Regions from separate parts of the Gossypium hirsutum genome. Here all the other regions are linked to region 1. Evidence: chromatin contacts called from public Hi-C data. All regions are on one chromosome and are shown on one strand. Each heading gives the region's core, a stretch centred on a gene start, on an enhancer-like site or on the middle of the called end of the contact. The rest is flanking DNA. Distances are from core to core; before and after follow the strand shown. Region 1 holds the start of LOC107955010 (transcription factor SCREAM2). Region 2 holds the start of LOC107955002. Region 3 holds the start of LOC107955017 (glutamate receptor 1.2).

The links. A called contact is a pair of places that touch in the nucleus more often than the background predicts.
Region 2: a Hi-C map of leaf shows a contact between it and region 1, with 4 times the contacts expected there. The contact joins the promoter of LOC107955002 here to the promoter of LOC107955010 in region 1. A contact is called at or near these places in 5 of 34 Hi-C or Micro-C datasets (hypocotyl and leaf).
Region 3: a Hi-C map of leaf shows a contact between it and region 1, with 4 times the contacts expected there. The contact joins the promoter of LOC107955017 here to the promoter of LOC107955010 in region 1. A contact is called at or near these places in 7 of 34 Hi-C or Micro-C datasets (all in leaf).

What each region holds. Positions count from the first base shown.
Region 1 is chrD07:53,542,444-53,547,017 of Gossypium_hirsutum_v2.1, forward strand. It overlaps LOC107955010 (transcription factor SCREAM2), which reads right to left and starts at 2,111. Exons shown (of 3, transcript XM_016890713.2): 1 at 1,629-2,111; 2 at 443-613. The coding sequence starts at 1,760.
Region 2 is chrD07:53,336,701-53,341,274 of Gossypium_hirsutum_v2.1, forward strand. LOC107955002 reads left to right here and starts at 2,573. Exons shown (of 6, transcript XM_016890701.2): 1 at 2,573-2,808; 2 at 2,945-3,037; 3 at 3,553-3,781; 4 at 3,957-4,048; 5 at 4,341-4,442. The coding sequence starts at 2,713. LOC107955003 (a long non-coding RNA gene) reads right to left here and starts at 2,395. Exons shown (of 3, transcript XR_001699787.2): 1 at 2,114-2,395; 2 at 1,679-1,768.
Region 3 is chrD07:53,682,948-53,687,521 of Gossypium_hirsutum_v2.1, forward strand. It overlaps LOC107955017 (glutamate receptor 1.2), which reads left to right and starts at 2,664. Exons shown (of 5, transcript XM_016890717.2): 1 at 2,664-3,678; 2 at 3,753-4,574. The coding sequence starts at 3,396. It overlaps LOC107955018 (ubiquitin-like-conjugating enzyme ATG10), which reads left to right. Exons shown (of 7, transcript XM_041097842.1): 2 at 1-33; 3 at 125-175; 4 at 267-359; 5 at 511-610; 6 at 1,846-1,940; 7 at 2,022-2,560. The coding sequence ends at 2,033.

The DNA.
Region 1 (4,574 bases), core at 861-3,360:
TATCCCACTAAACAAGGATTCTTACTTTAATCTATGTGCAAACTAGTGCAAGTAGTCAGTCTGCTATTCATATACAAAAGGACAATGGGAAGAGAGTCATCAATTTCAGGGTTTCTGACTCATGGTCTATACCATTATTTGAACTTGACTTTTACTGAACTGTTCTTTTCAACAGCAGTTCTATGTAGCAAAGATGCACAGAAAATAACTGAATTTCTTCAATAAAGGCTCATTTCATTTGTAGTTTTAAGTGTTAAACAGAAGAAATAGCTTTCTATATGGCCTTATTTTTTGCACTAGAGTTGGCTAGACTTTGAAAGAAATCGCATTCATCAAAAATTGTTAGACAGATTTTAGTTGAAATCTGTTGGATAGATGTGCAAATTAAAATTGATTTTAAATGGAAATCAACGAAGTAGATGAAGAGAAAAAAGAAGGGCACCTCAGCTCGGAAAACATCCAGTGCAAACCCATTAAAACAGCTGATTACAGCTTGTTGTATGTCCAATCCAAGGTTGTCTAGAGCTCTCATGGTGGAGAGCAAGAGACCTGCCCTGCGAGCACAAAACATGTGAATGTTGACAGCCCTTCCTTCCCTTAATCTTACCTCCACCTGAAAATTGCAAAAATAGAAATATATGAGTTCCCTTAACCTTACATCGACTGACACAACCTGTCGAAAGTTTTTGGCAAGTATATGTCAATCCTTATGTGTGTGTGTATCATGTCCTGACTCATGTCTGACATGAGTTCTACAACCAAATGCAAAGAAACAAAAGCCTAGATATAATCTTAAGAACAATTTTGATCAATGAATAACAAATATCACACTTCTTCAGTTATTGGTGGAGAGGAATTCTAGGCTTCATGGCAAGAAGATTAATACTTTTTCAGTTATTCTTAATAAAATCATAGAGGCAGTTTGACTAAGACTCCACAGTTGAAAGGGATGATACCAACAAGATGCTTGCTTGCAACTGGGGTTTGAGTGTAGTGATTACTTATCCAGAATACTTCTCTATTGTGATTACTATCAGTTTCGCAGATGCTTTTATTGTAGTTGGCTAGGCTCCTCTTTTGCGTGAATAAAGAATTATTTAACCATCAACAGAGCCAAAAACAAATATCACACTTCACAATCCACAAGAAGCGCTTAGTTATTATAAGCAGAAGACAAGAAAACAATAAAAAATATGATAAAAGAGAACAAAGAAAAAAAACAATAATATATATAAGCTCAATTGCGTATATACTTCAGTCCCCTCTATTATATTTGTCCAATGTAAAGTATTTCCAGTTTTCATGATAAGGTCCATCGACAATCTCATCTTGAAACCTACCAAGTTTAGTTCACTTTATCAACTTGTTAATCCAAAACCCAGAAACACAATGATAAATCAAAGAAATTCTTGAAATTGAGAACAAAACCCTAAAATTTTAGCATAAGAAAAAGAATACACCCACCACCGTTCCTTCAGTTTCACAAAAAACCCAGTTGTAAATCATCATTAAAAAGAAAAGAAAGGGAATTGGAATAGTCTCGAAATAAAATCAAGATTCTGAATTAAAGAAAAGAAAAGGCGGTTGTTCTAAAGCTTCTGAAATGGAGAAAAGAGAAGATGCCTTACCTGATAACCAAGACTCGGAATAAGAAAAGAAATTGAGCTATGTTTGTTTGCCTGCGAAGAGAAGATACTCGAGGGAGGGAGAGAAAGCAAGAGAGACTTTTCAGTTTCACAGCTAAGGAAGGAAACGCCCATGTTACAAATACAAAGAAAATAAACTGGGAGCAAATCGGCAGAAAAGAAAAGCAAAAAAACAAGGAAATAAATCGGATGAAGCTAGAAGGAACAGAAGAGAAACAAAGGGGATCGGGGAAGGGTAAAACAGGGACGATTTGCTAAAGCGGTAGCTAATCTGGGCAAAAGAGGGGAATAGAAATCGGTGGTTTTCACTGATTAGGAAAGTAATGGATTACACGCGTATTAGCAATACATTGAACCAAACGACGGAATAGAAAAGGATTAGGTGGGACCCACCGATTAGGGTAGTCAATACACCCAACCAAACATAATGTAAGGTTTTTGGTTTAAAAAGAGTAGCGGCCGTGTCACACGAGGGTGTGAGTTTTTTTTAGCCCGTGCGTGATTTAAATTTCAAACCCAGTCTTCATATGACCTCGGACAAGATCATGTGTCCATATTGGGTCATATTAAGTTATGGGTCATATTGGGTCAAGGAATAAGACAGATTATGGTCATATTGGATCAAGGAAGAGGCAACTGTTGAATCGGTTGGCTACTATTTAGGCAGCTTAGGAAAAATCAAATTCGGATTGGCTTGTCGATATTGAAATACAAATTAGAGAAGAATTGGAGTAAGTCTTACATCACGAAGAATTGTTACAGAAGTAGAAATCTAGATGCGATTGGATCAACTTTGGAGACTGAAATACAAAATTTTTCATAATCGCACGCTTAGAAGAAGGAAGATGAATCATATCTCAACTTTATGAATTAGAGGAGATGAGTGGTGTTTTGAATTAGAAACTCTAAAATCTAAAGCCGTCTCTTTTTACAATAATCTCTATGGTGCAGATTTAGACCCTTTGGAAGCTTTACCTCTAAGCTCTTTTCCTAGGTTGGATTCGAGTGATATTGAATTTTTGGGAAAGAATGTCACTAATGACGAAATTAAGAGAGCACATTTTGAAATGGCACCTCTTATATCCCCAGGTTGTGATGGTTTTCATGCCCTGTTTTTCCATAATCAATAGGACGTAGTGGGAAGTGTTGTTTGTGATTAGGTTAAAAACGTCTTTGATGGAGGCATCAACCTTATTTTGAATAACCCTTTTATTACTCTCATTCCCAAAGTCGCTAATCCGAAAAGTTTCCAACAATTCAGCCTATCAGCTTGTGTTTTGTTCTGTATGAACTGGTTATGAAAGTAATAGCTAATTGGTTTCGGCTTGTTTTTTGTAAAATTATCCCACAAGAAGAAACAGGATTTATAGTAGGAAGGAATATAATTGACAACATTCTCATTGCACAAGAAGTCATTCATTCGATGAAGGGTAAAAAAAACAAGACTCCTTGGATGATGATTAAAATAGATCTCGAAAAAGCTTATGATCGAGTTAGATGGGAATTGATTAATGCTTCTATTCTGGTTGCTAGCATTCCAGATTATTTGGGAAGGGTCATTATGTCCAAAATTTCAAGTTTTACCTTACAAGTTCTTTGGAATGGAGTGCCTACAAGGTGTTTTAAACCTACAAGGGGGATTTGACAAGGGTGTCCTCTATCTCAATATCTGTTCGTTTTGTGTATGGAGTGGCTCGAACATGATATTCACTCCGCGATCTCTAATGGTCAGTGGAATCCAATCAGATTATTTAGGTCAGGTCCTAAATTGTCTCATCTATTTTTTGCTGACGATTTAGTTATTTTTAGTAAAACAGATTAGATGCATGCCAACTATATTAAAGAAGTTTTGGATTGCTTCTGTTCTTACTGGAGTCATAAAGTTAATGCACACAAGACAAGCATTTGTTTCTCTCATTCTGTTGGTGAGATTTATGCTGATCGTATTAACTGCTGAATGGGTTTCAAAAGGGTTAATGATCTTGGTTCTTATCTTAGGGTTCCTCTTTTCCATGAAAGGGTAACTAAAAGTACTCTTAACTTTGTGGTGGATAAGGTATGTAGTAAGCTTTTTAGCTGGGATGCAAGAAAGCTGTCTCTTGCAGGACGAGTCACTTTAGCTCAATCGGTGTTACTCACAATACCTAATTATTTTATGCAATCGATGAGAATTCAAAAATGGGTCTGTGATGAAATTGAGAGATTAACCAGACAATTCATTTGGGGGTCTTCTAATGGGCAGAGGAAGTTGGCTTTGGTTAGTTGGGATTCAGCTTGGCAACCTCGTTCTTGTGGGGGCCTTGGGTTAAGAAGACTTCAAGATCAAAATACTTTGTCTCTTATGAAATTGGGGTTTAATTTAGTCTCAAACATATACTCTTTGGGTGAAAGTTCTTCGGTCTAAATATGGCGCGCGAGATACTCTTCCGGATAGCATATTGCATGGAAACAGCTCTTTTCTTTGGAAGGGATTATCTAAGGTGTGCCCGTTTCTTAGAGATAATCTGGTTTGTTCAGTGGGGGATGGAACCAGATTATTATCTTGAAGATATGGTCACTCCTGATGGTGCTTAGAATATCGATTTCTTTCGCATTTATGTTCCTAAAAATATCATTCGACATATAGTGAGTATTCCCCCTCCTAATCTTGATATTGGGTCAGATAGGATTTCTTGGTTACAGAACTCAAAAGGTGATTTTTCGATTAAGAGTGCTTACTGGTCTTTGAAAGAGAATAGCTAGAATTCTAAAGATCCAACATGGAAAACACCTTGGGATTTTAAGGGACCTCAGATAGTATGAGTTTTTCTTTGGCTTACTCTTAAGCAACGCCTTTTCACTAACTTGGAATGTGTTAGGAGAGGCATTGGACAAGATGCGTCATGCCCAATATGTGGTCATGTAGTTTAGGACATCCTTCATGTTTTG
Region 2 (4,574 bases), core at 1,323-3,822, 210 kb before region 1:
TGTTGTCAACAGTTGATGCCACTGACTACCTATCAGCAGTTCTGGTAAATAATATATAAAAGTTAGTATAAAATAACTATAGAAGTTAGCCTCCTAAGACAACCAATAATCCAAAATATAAGTTGTCAATCTATAGTATCTATAAAGTGTTTTTTTATAAATAAATGGAAAGATGACACCCCATTACTTTAAGATACAACTTGTACTACCGAAAATATTATGATATGCGAATGAAGCATCACTAAAATAGAGTTGATGAATAGGATATGTATAGTAGTCAAAAGTTTCTGCTAGAAGTTTGGAAAAATATTTTTGGTGGCAAGTTGACTATCCTATGGAGGATGGTGGATATGAACATACTCATTTGTATATATTCAAAGTCAAGAGTGTCACATTGACTGATGATATATGCAATATTGTTGGTGATGGCAAACTCAATGAGGCTGTTTGCATAGTCTGATCAGTGCAGTGATAGTGAGGCTTGTGCTATTATAAGAGGTAATTATGACCTTGGGTACGTATAGTATTGACAAGTTACATGTATTCTTTCAATTAGTAATTAACTAACTACATTTCTTGCCACAAATATGTGTTTTTTGTTTGAATTTTCTCAATGCTGAATTAAGAAAGAAGGCTAGGTTGTGGAAACTTCTAGGAATTAACTAAACCTAAATTTCTTTTTAAAATAAGAATACTGCTTTCTTTTTCAATATAAATATCATTTTAAAAACCATTAGGCTATTTCAACTTAAGCTAGGTTGGCATTTATTCGTTGAATATATATGACAAAAGAGGAAATATATACCTAAATCAACATCAACAACTAAGATATATTTTTTGGTACATAAGAGTTTAGGTTAGAGGAGATTATCCCAATCCAAGATCAAGACATGCTACTGGCTTCATAGAGGGCTACATCAGCAGAATATAAACCAATGCATTGCTTGCTAAAGAACGAGAGACTGCAAAGAAAGCCATCGAAGAAGCGCCTCCAGTTATTCAAGAGAAAGAAGTTCTCGTTGAAGATACAAAGAAAGTTGAATCTCTAATAGAAGTGGAAAGCCTAAAGGTATGAACCTCCAAAATCCAATATATCTTCAAATAATGCTGCAAGAGTTCCGTTTTATCCATGGTTAGGAATGTTTCTTATCATATTTGTTTCCCACAGTCCTCATTGGAAACAGAAAAACTGAGAGCTGATGAGGCAGAAGGAAAGTACAAAGAACTCCAATAATGACGTGAAGAAAAACGAAAAAAACTGGAAGAAACCGAAAAAAAAGTTCAACAACTAGCTGACTCAATGAGAGGGTAGCCTATAATTTGCTTTACTAGTTTGCTATAAAAGCTCATGTTTTTATATTAAGAATATATGATACATACACTTTGCATCTTCATTAATATATGTTTTTATCTCAACTAGCTGACTCAACGTGAAGAGTGTCCACATTAGTTCAATCTCAAGAAAAAGAACACTATATTTCTTCCATCAATTTACACTACCCACTTTCTATAAGCACTAAAGTTCCTCAACCATGCTTGATAACTACAGCTTAGCCAACATAAATGAATCGTCTGTCTTCATGAAATGCAAACAGTAACCATACTAATTTCTTAAGTTTTGATTTCTTTACAATAATTAAACAGAAATGAAGAAGAAGCAGTAATTTAATGGTATTACCTTAAAAAGGCTTGGGCAATTTCACGAACGAGCCTTTCGAAAGGCAGTTTCTTGATGAGTTCAGTACTTTGCTGATACTTCTGGATTTCACTGCATCCAATAGAAACATCATAAGTTCAATTCGTGTAAACAAGAATAAGAAAACGTGTCTAAAAGGGGAAAATAAAAGTTGAGCAGAAAAAGTCTCAACCGAAAAGGGGAAAAGAAAAGTTGAAAGAGGTGAAAGATCGAGTGAGCCAATTGATTGATCTTTCACCGGGGAGAAAGCAACAGAAAGAGCAAACGGAGAGATCTGAAAAGTAAAAAGGGTTCCCATTTTCCAGTGAAACCGAGGACCGAAAGGTCGGTGAGAGATAGCAAAAAGAGTTCCCATTTTCCAGTGAAACCAGTGTCTTGTGGATGCTATCAAGAAAAAAAAAGAAAAAGAAAACGTACCAGGAGATGAAGATGAAGGGCGAATGGATGCTTGATTTGGGGAGGAAGAAATCTGCTGGAGTTAATTTTGGGAAGAAGGGAGGCAGGCTATTTTCGTCTAAAACCTAAACGGTCTTGCTTGAATGGGTATTCAGACCCCCAACCGTGTAATGGCTATTCCGTGGGATGAGGGAATGGGAACGTAATACCTATTTCGTGGAATCACCTAAACGGTGAACCAAACGCCTGCATCACTGTAGCGCGCGGAATTGCTGCGGAATGGAATTGCAATTCCATCCAACCAAACGCAGTGGAAGTGTTTTCTAAAGATGAATAGATACTTCATTGAGCATATTAACAAAATCATGGGTGGATATGGGGACCTTTAGGCCTTTTAGGCTGTAGGATTAGTTTTGGGCCAACTCAGGGTAGACCCAAAGCCACCCTCACCAAGTCGCCAATTGCACAATTTATTATGTGGAATAAAATGGAATTCTTTCTTCATCTTCTTCATCAACAACCAACCTCCGACTTGCTTCTTCGCAACGATTCACGGTCTTCTCTCTCTGCTCCACCAATTCAGCTGGGTTTTTTTCGAGTTTGGAGATAGCTCCTGAAACATGGAACCAAAGATGGAAGATACTTGCCCAATAATCCAACGACCTTCCCTCAAAACTCATCCCCGTTTCAACAATTACTCCTTATGGAAACACAAGGTTCGTCTCCCTCTCTAAGTATTAATTATGGGATTTTCATTTTTGGGTTTTAGGGTTTATCATTTTATCTTTCTTTTATCTGTTGAAAATTTGAAATTGGATGAATATTATTTAAATTGTGGATGATGAAGTGTAGTTGAGAGAAAATTGTTACAAAAGGGTACGAGAAGACCGCACTCGTTTGCTTTGGAAAATGAGGTTGCCTGCTGCCCAATCTTTCAATCACAAGGTTTTTTTTTTTTTTCATTCGAAAATATTTTATCTGGTTTCTATATATTTATTGCCTTTTGCTGCATATTATTAGGTTACCCTGAACTTGGAATATAAAATTTAGGTTTTATTCCAAAATTGTACCCTTGCTACTTATTTAGCCTCTCTTGATAAAATATATGTTGGTTCAGTCTTTATTTTTTCTTCAAATACCTGTGTTCCATCATCCATGCCTGTGTCAGACAGAAAAATCCTTCCAAAACTCTCCAATTACATGAAAAACTTCAGGAAAAAAAATTAAACATGTTCATGACAGATGCATACTTGTATTTAACACGCATATCCAAGTCCAAGTAACATAGGATTATATAGCCTGGTGAAATTTGCTTGTAATATTTGCTGGTATTTTTTTTTGAATTCAGGTGCTTTTTCTTGATTTCTTATAATTCTGTTTCTCTTGAAATAAATTCATGCAGGTGAGTTTATTGGTACATCACTTTTTTTTTCTTTTTTTTTTGTGTTTTCTGGTTTCAGGAGTTTATAAAAACTGCCTTTCAGGACATAGTTTCTGATGAACTTAAAAGAATTAAAGACTCACCAATAAGTGACTGTTTGGAAAGCTCAAACTCTGTTTCCTCAGCCCCTGATGAATTATGGGAATACAGTGGCCTTCAAGATGCGTATCAAGGTGAATGCGAAGAGATATTGCTAGAAATGCAAAGAATATTTTATGAGGATCTCAGGAGAGAGCCAGCAGAGAAAGGTAATTAATAGTCCCACTTTAAAACCACTGTTGTTAAGGCTTCTGTCCTAGTGTTGCACCTGTATTCGTATCTTTCTATAAGTGGGTGAATGATCATGCAAATGCATGACTTTGGAGGTTATATTTGATCAAGTCATCCTTTTTTAGTTCAAATGTTTACTCTAGTTCCTTGCAGAACCAAAAGAAGGAATAGAAAGTTGGGAAGATGAACAAGATGAATACTTGGCCCGTGCAGTTTACGAGCATATGCAATTGAACGATGAGCAGGTACAGTGACAGTAAACTATTCATGTTTCTTTTTCTATGCAAGTGTTAGTATTGTTAACCCGTAGCGAACATTTAATACATAATGTTTTGTAGGTGCAATAAGATGTTTTTGTAGGCAACGTTTTCTGATTGCTTCCAGGAAATTTCTTTATCAGTGTTGTTGTATTATTCTTTTTATGTTCTTAATTCTTATATGTGGTTCTGTATTATAGTTGAATTTTCACCATCATCTGTTAAGTTTTTCAAAATGAATGAAATCAACAAGATTTTCTGATGTTTATGTTAGGTGCAGAAACAGATATGGTGCCCCATCTGTAAGAGAGGAGAGTTGCAACAGAATCATCAACTTATTTATTGTACCCTTTGCAAACTTCAGCTTAACAGAGATGATGAGGTTATCCTATTAACTTTTTCTTTTTTTTTTCTCATACAGTTTCTTTTGCAGTGCAACCAGTTCATTGTTATATCATTTGCACAATGTATCACATTCTAAAAGATCCCTTCATTTCAGAAAAAAACCAAAAAA
Region 3 (4,574 bases), core at 1,414-3,913, 140 kb after region 1:
TGTCCTAAACACCCTTGGCTTGCTCCTCCTGAGGTTACCACTCTTCTCACTTTTTTTTAACCAATTCTTGTTGCAAAATCATTTACTGCTTTTAAAGGAATCGACTTGTTTTTAACTTTTGCAGGAGGAGGGTTACTTGTCACTTGAAAAGATATGCATTTCCAGGCCAAATGAGGTCCAGTCTCGAGTCATTTAATGGATCATATTTGATTATTTAACAAAAAGGTAACTTTTTCCCTTATTTTTCTTCTTTCTTTTGGGTGCAGGAAGAAGATATTGATCAAATTAGTCAAATTGACACCGGGGAAGAAGAGACCTGTTGCTCAAGAAATGAAGATGTTCTTGATGACGCCACATTGGTACATATATTTTGATTGGTTTTTCCAGTTAATTTGATTGAATTAAATGTAAGATTTCATGTGTAACTTGGGAGTAAAACATGGGATTTACTAGTTTTGTTGCCTGGTTTACTGTTGGCTGACTTTGATCATGCTCTTATTGGGTTTCTAGGTTCAAAGCAATCATCATGAATTACATTACTGTGACTTTCATATAGTGTACAGTAGTACATTTAGGGTTCCAGTGCTATATTTTCGTGCTTACTGCAGCGGTAAGTTCTCTTGATGCCGTCACTTCCTACCTCAAGATAGTCATTATTTTCCATGTCAACTTGCGATAGAACATACTCGTTGACATAGTTTAGCTTGTTTGTATGACTTAAATGCATGATATATCTTATATTTGAGAAACCTAACTTGGAATAAACTGATGATATGTGCTCTTTCAAACTAATGATTTCTGTTTATTTTTTAGATTACCATTTTCGTCAATTACTTTTGGTTTGTTGCTATGCGCTTGAGCATTTGGGTTTATAGTAGGTTCGTGTATCCTCTTCTCAAAGAGCTAGTTTCATATCCCTTCTCTCTCCAAATTTGGATGGGGCTAAAAGACCAAAGAGATAACAGTTATACTCTATGCTTTGCTGCATGCTTTGTTAACTGATCATGAAAATGGGTCATCTGATTTGAAGGATTGAAATTGTTCAAAATAAACTGTTGCTTGTCTTGCAGCTGGGAATTTATATCATATTCTAAACTTATGGAACTCTCAGTTCCTGAAAATTTGTGGTGGTCGTGTAATGTAATTATGGATCTCATAAATCTTGCTTAGTGTATCTGAAATACAAGTCCTAGCATTGATTCATGGATGAATTTATGCTTTACATGTTTTCATTGTCTATGATCTGTTCACTTTTCAATTGTCTTCAACAAATAATCTTGTGAAGGATGATAGGTGATTCAATTATTGATGGCTACATGCTAACGAAATTAACCTCTGACAAGTTTTGCTTTGCTAAGATGTGATTTGGCAACTTGAGGCTATTAGAACTAACTTAGAGTAGGTGCTGATAAGCTTAGTTATTAGAATTATCTGTCAGTTGTCATCAAACAGGGCACCAAACAAATAAAGTCATGTTCATGTAAGCTTAACAGTATGAAATTTTATTGCAGCAGGACAGACCCTGTGCTGAGGAATCCCTTCATATAGCATAATTGCACCTTATTGAATAACAAAAGCTGTTAGTAGCAAGTAATTGTTTAATTAAGGGATTATGTCAGGTCATTTGTAATGCTTCTCTGGTTGGTGACTTTGTCTTATATATATATATATATATTAGTATCTGGTTTATGTTGATGGCGGACCAAGGAAACAGGTTGTCATATTCTTGCTTCCTTTGAATGCATGGGTTTATGCAGGTGTATATAGATGAAATCTGGCTTTAAATTATTCGATTCAATATTTATTTGAAGAGTATAAGTGAGATATATATTATACCATTTATAGATGGAAGACCTTTGCCATTGGATGAAATAGAAAAGGAGCTCCCTGCATGCGCTTCAAAGGAATTGTCAAAAAAATGGACATTCATAACTCAAGAGGTATGTTTCTCCTACCTTGCTTTATTAGCTCTTTGCCTTGCAGCTTCCTTGTTTTTAAGAAGTGTTCTAAATTCCTTGCAGATTCATAACTAAATAAAGGAAATGATGGAAAGAAATAATTTTTCCTTCCTCCCTCTTTCCTTCTTTCTCTCCTACCAAACACAATGTTGACCTTTTTTTTTTCTCTCGCTGTTATTGATCCTTCATGCCAAACACAATGACATGACCATAACTTTCCTTTCTTCTTTCTTTTTTGGTAAATCGTTTAGAAGCATGTTATATGAAGATGATATGCGACTATTTTCAATTATAGGAACATCCATGCTTGAAAAGACCATGGTACAAATTACATCCATGTGGGACTGCTGAGTGGATGAAGTTGCTTTTTCTCAGTGACACTGCTAACCCTAAATTTGAAGTGGTGCTGGAACTATATCTTCTATCATGGTTCTCAGTTGTTGGCCAAGTCTTTGGTCTTAGAATCTCTCTTAAAATCTCAAACTAGGGCTGATAGTCAAATTTTACCGTAGGTTCTACCACCATTGAATCCCATATTACAAGTGTTTGTTCTATTTTTCTTCATCTTTTAAATATAAAAGGATTGCTACATCTTCCAGCTAGTTTGAGAACTCAATTCTACCAATACATCATATCCATACTGGAAAATGAAAAGCATACATTATATGCATAATACATATATATATTCCTCGTCATCTATTAGCTTCAAGCAGAGGTTAACTGGGGACGGGACAATATTAGACATGATGCACAAAAAAGATGACATGAATGTATGAATCTCTCAAAATCCATGTAAATGAATATAAAACGTGATTAAACACGTCAAAACTGAAATGTATTAAACATGATTTATGGCATTACTAAATACACAAACAAGACAAATATGCGAACTGTTAGTTCTAAGTAGAGCAGGGATGACTATGTTTAAGAAAGTAAATAAATAACTAAATACACTGGCGGTTAATCGCTGAGCTTGTGATTATTATTAACATGGAACTACTCAGCCACTGATAGCAGTAATTCCGCGACAGGGAAACACAAACTGATAGCAGTAAATAAATAGCTAAAGACGAATTATTGTTTAAAACCCCAAAGGAAATTTGTTAGCTGTTATTTTGGTCTTTGAGCTTTTTCCTGGGAAATTTATCAGATGAACCACGACATTGAAACCATTGCTTCCAGGATTCCCTGTTGTATTTAATACAATATATTGTGTTTTGAAGTTTAATCTATAAATACGTGGTTCAAATTTATCGGTCAACTAAAAGAAGAATAATATCTCTTAGCGTCAAGTCAACTGTTCATGTTGGACTGAGTCACGCTGGGAGTCGGTCAAGTATAGTGTAGTCAATCTCATGTATTCTTCGAATCATAGATGAAGGAATAAAGTAGTCCTTACCGGCAGACTAGAGTTTCGGAAAACTGCTTTTTGGCTGCATGGATTTCGCAAGAAAGGCTAAGTGGACCTTCTTTGTAGTTACAACCTTGTTTAGTCTTGTACAGCCATTGTCAACCAATCATACAAGTATCAATGATACTGCCATAGAAATGATTCATGTAGGGTTGATTCTTGATGCGCAATCTTGGGTGGGAAAAATTGTTGATAGCTGCATTTCCATGGCTATATCCGATTTTTACAGTCAGAATTGTCACTATCAAACAAAACTAGTTGTGCATACCAGAGATTCTGGGGGTGATCCGTTGCTTCTTCTATCCCAAGGTACGTTTCTCTGTATATGACATCTATTTTTTGGTTATGAAAAAGTCCTCACTCGTACACTTACTGATTTGCAGCCTTGGTTCTCTTGGAAAATTTCAAATTGGATGCCATTATTGTTGCGGAAAATTCAGCTGGAGTGAAGATTTTAGCGGAGTTGGGATCTAGAGTAAAAATTCCAATTATTTCACTCTTCGCAGCTGGTCTATCTTTGTCCTCCTTTGAGTATCCTCATTTAATTCAAATTGGTGAAGATGAGTCTTCTCGAGCCAAAGCCATCGCTGCCATTGTTGAAGCATTCAGTTGGAGAAGTGTTATCCTCATTTATGAAGATAATGATTCTGCAAGACCAATCCTTTCTAGTATGACTGGTTTTCGTCTTGATCAGCATGTTGCCCTTCTAACATCATCTACTGATGAAGAAATTGTTGAGCAGCTCATGAAGCTCATGAGTTTGCAGATGACTGTATATGTGGTGCATATGTCACCTATTCTAGCATCTCGACTTTTCTTAAATGCTAAACAGCTTGGAATGTTGACTCAAGGGTATGCTTGGATAACAACTGATATGATTACTAATTTCATGAATTCAATGGATCCATCAGTCTTTGAGTCAATGCAGGGGGTGGTAGGATTCAAACCTCACATTCCGGCATCAAAGGAGCTTCGCAGGTTCGCAATCAGGTGGAGGAGTAAAAACTTAAATGAAAATAAAAATTTAGAAGAAATGGAGATGAATGTGTATGGCATATGGAGCTATGATATGGTTTGGGCTGTGGCAACAGCAGCGGAAAGGGTGATGACTCGACATCCTCATATCCTACACCAAGAAACCAGATTGAATATGAACTTCACCACTATTCGGTCCTCAGAAAGTGGTTTGGTATTTATGGATGAGA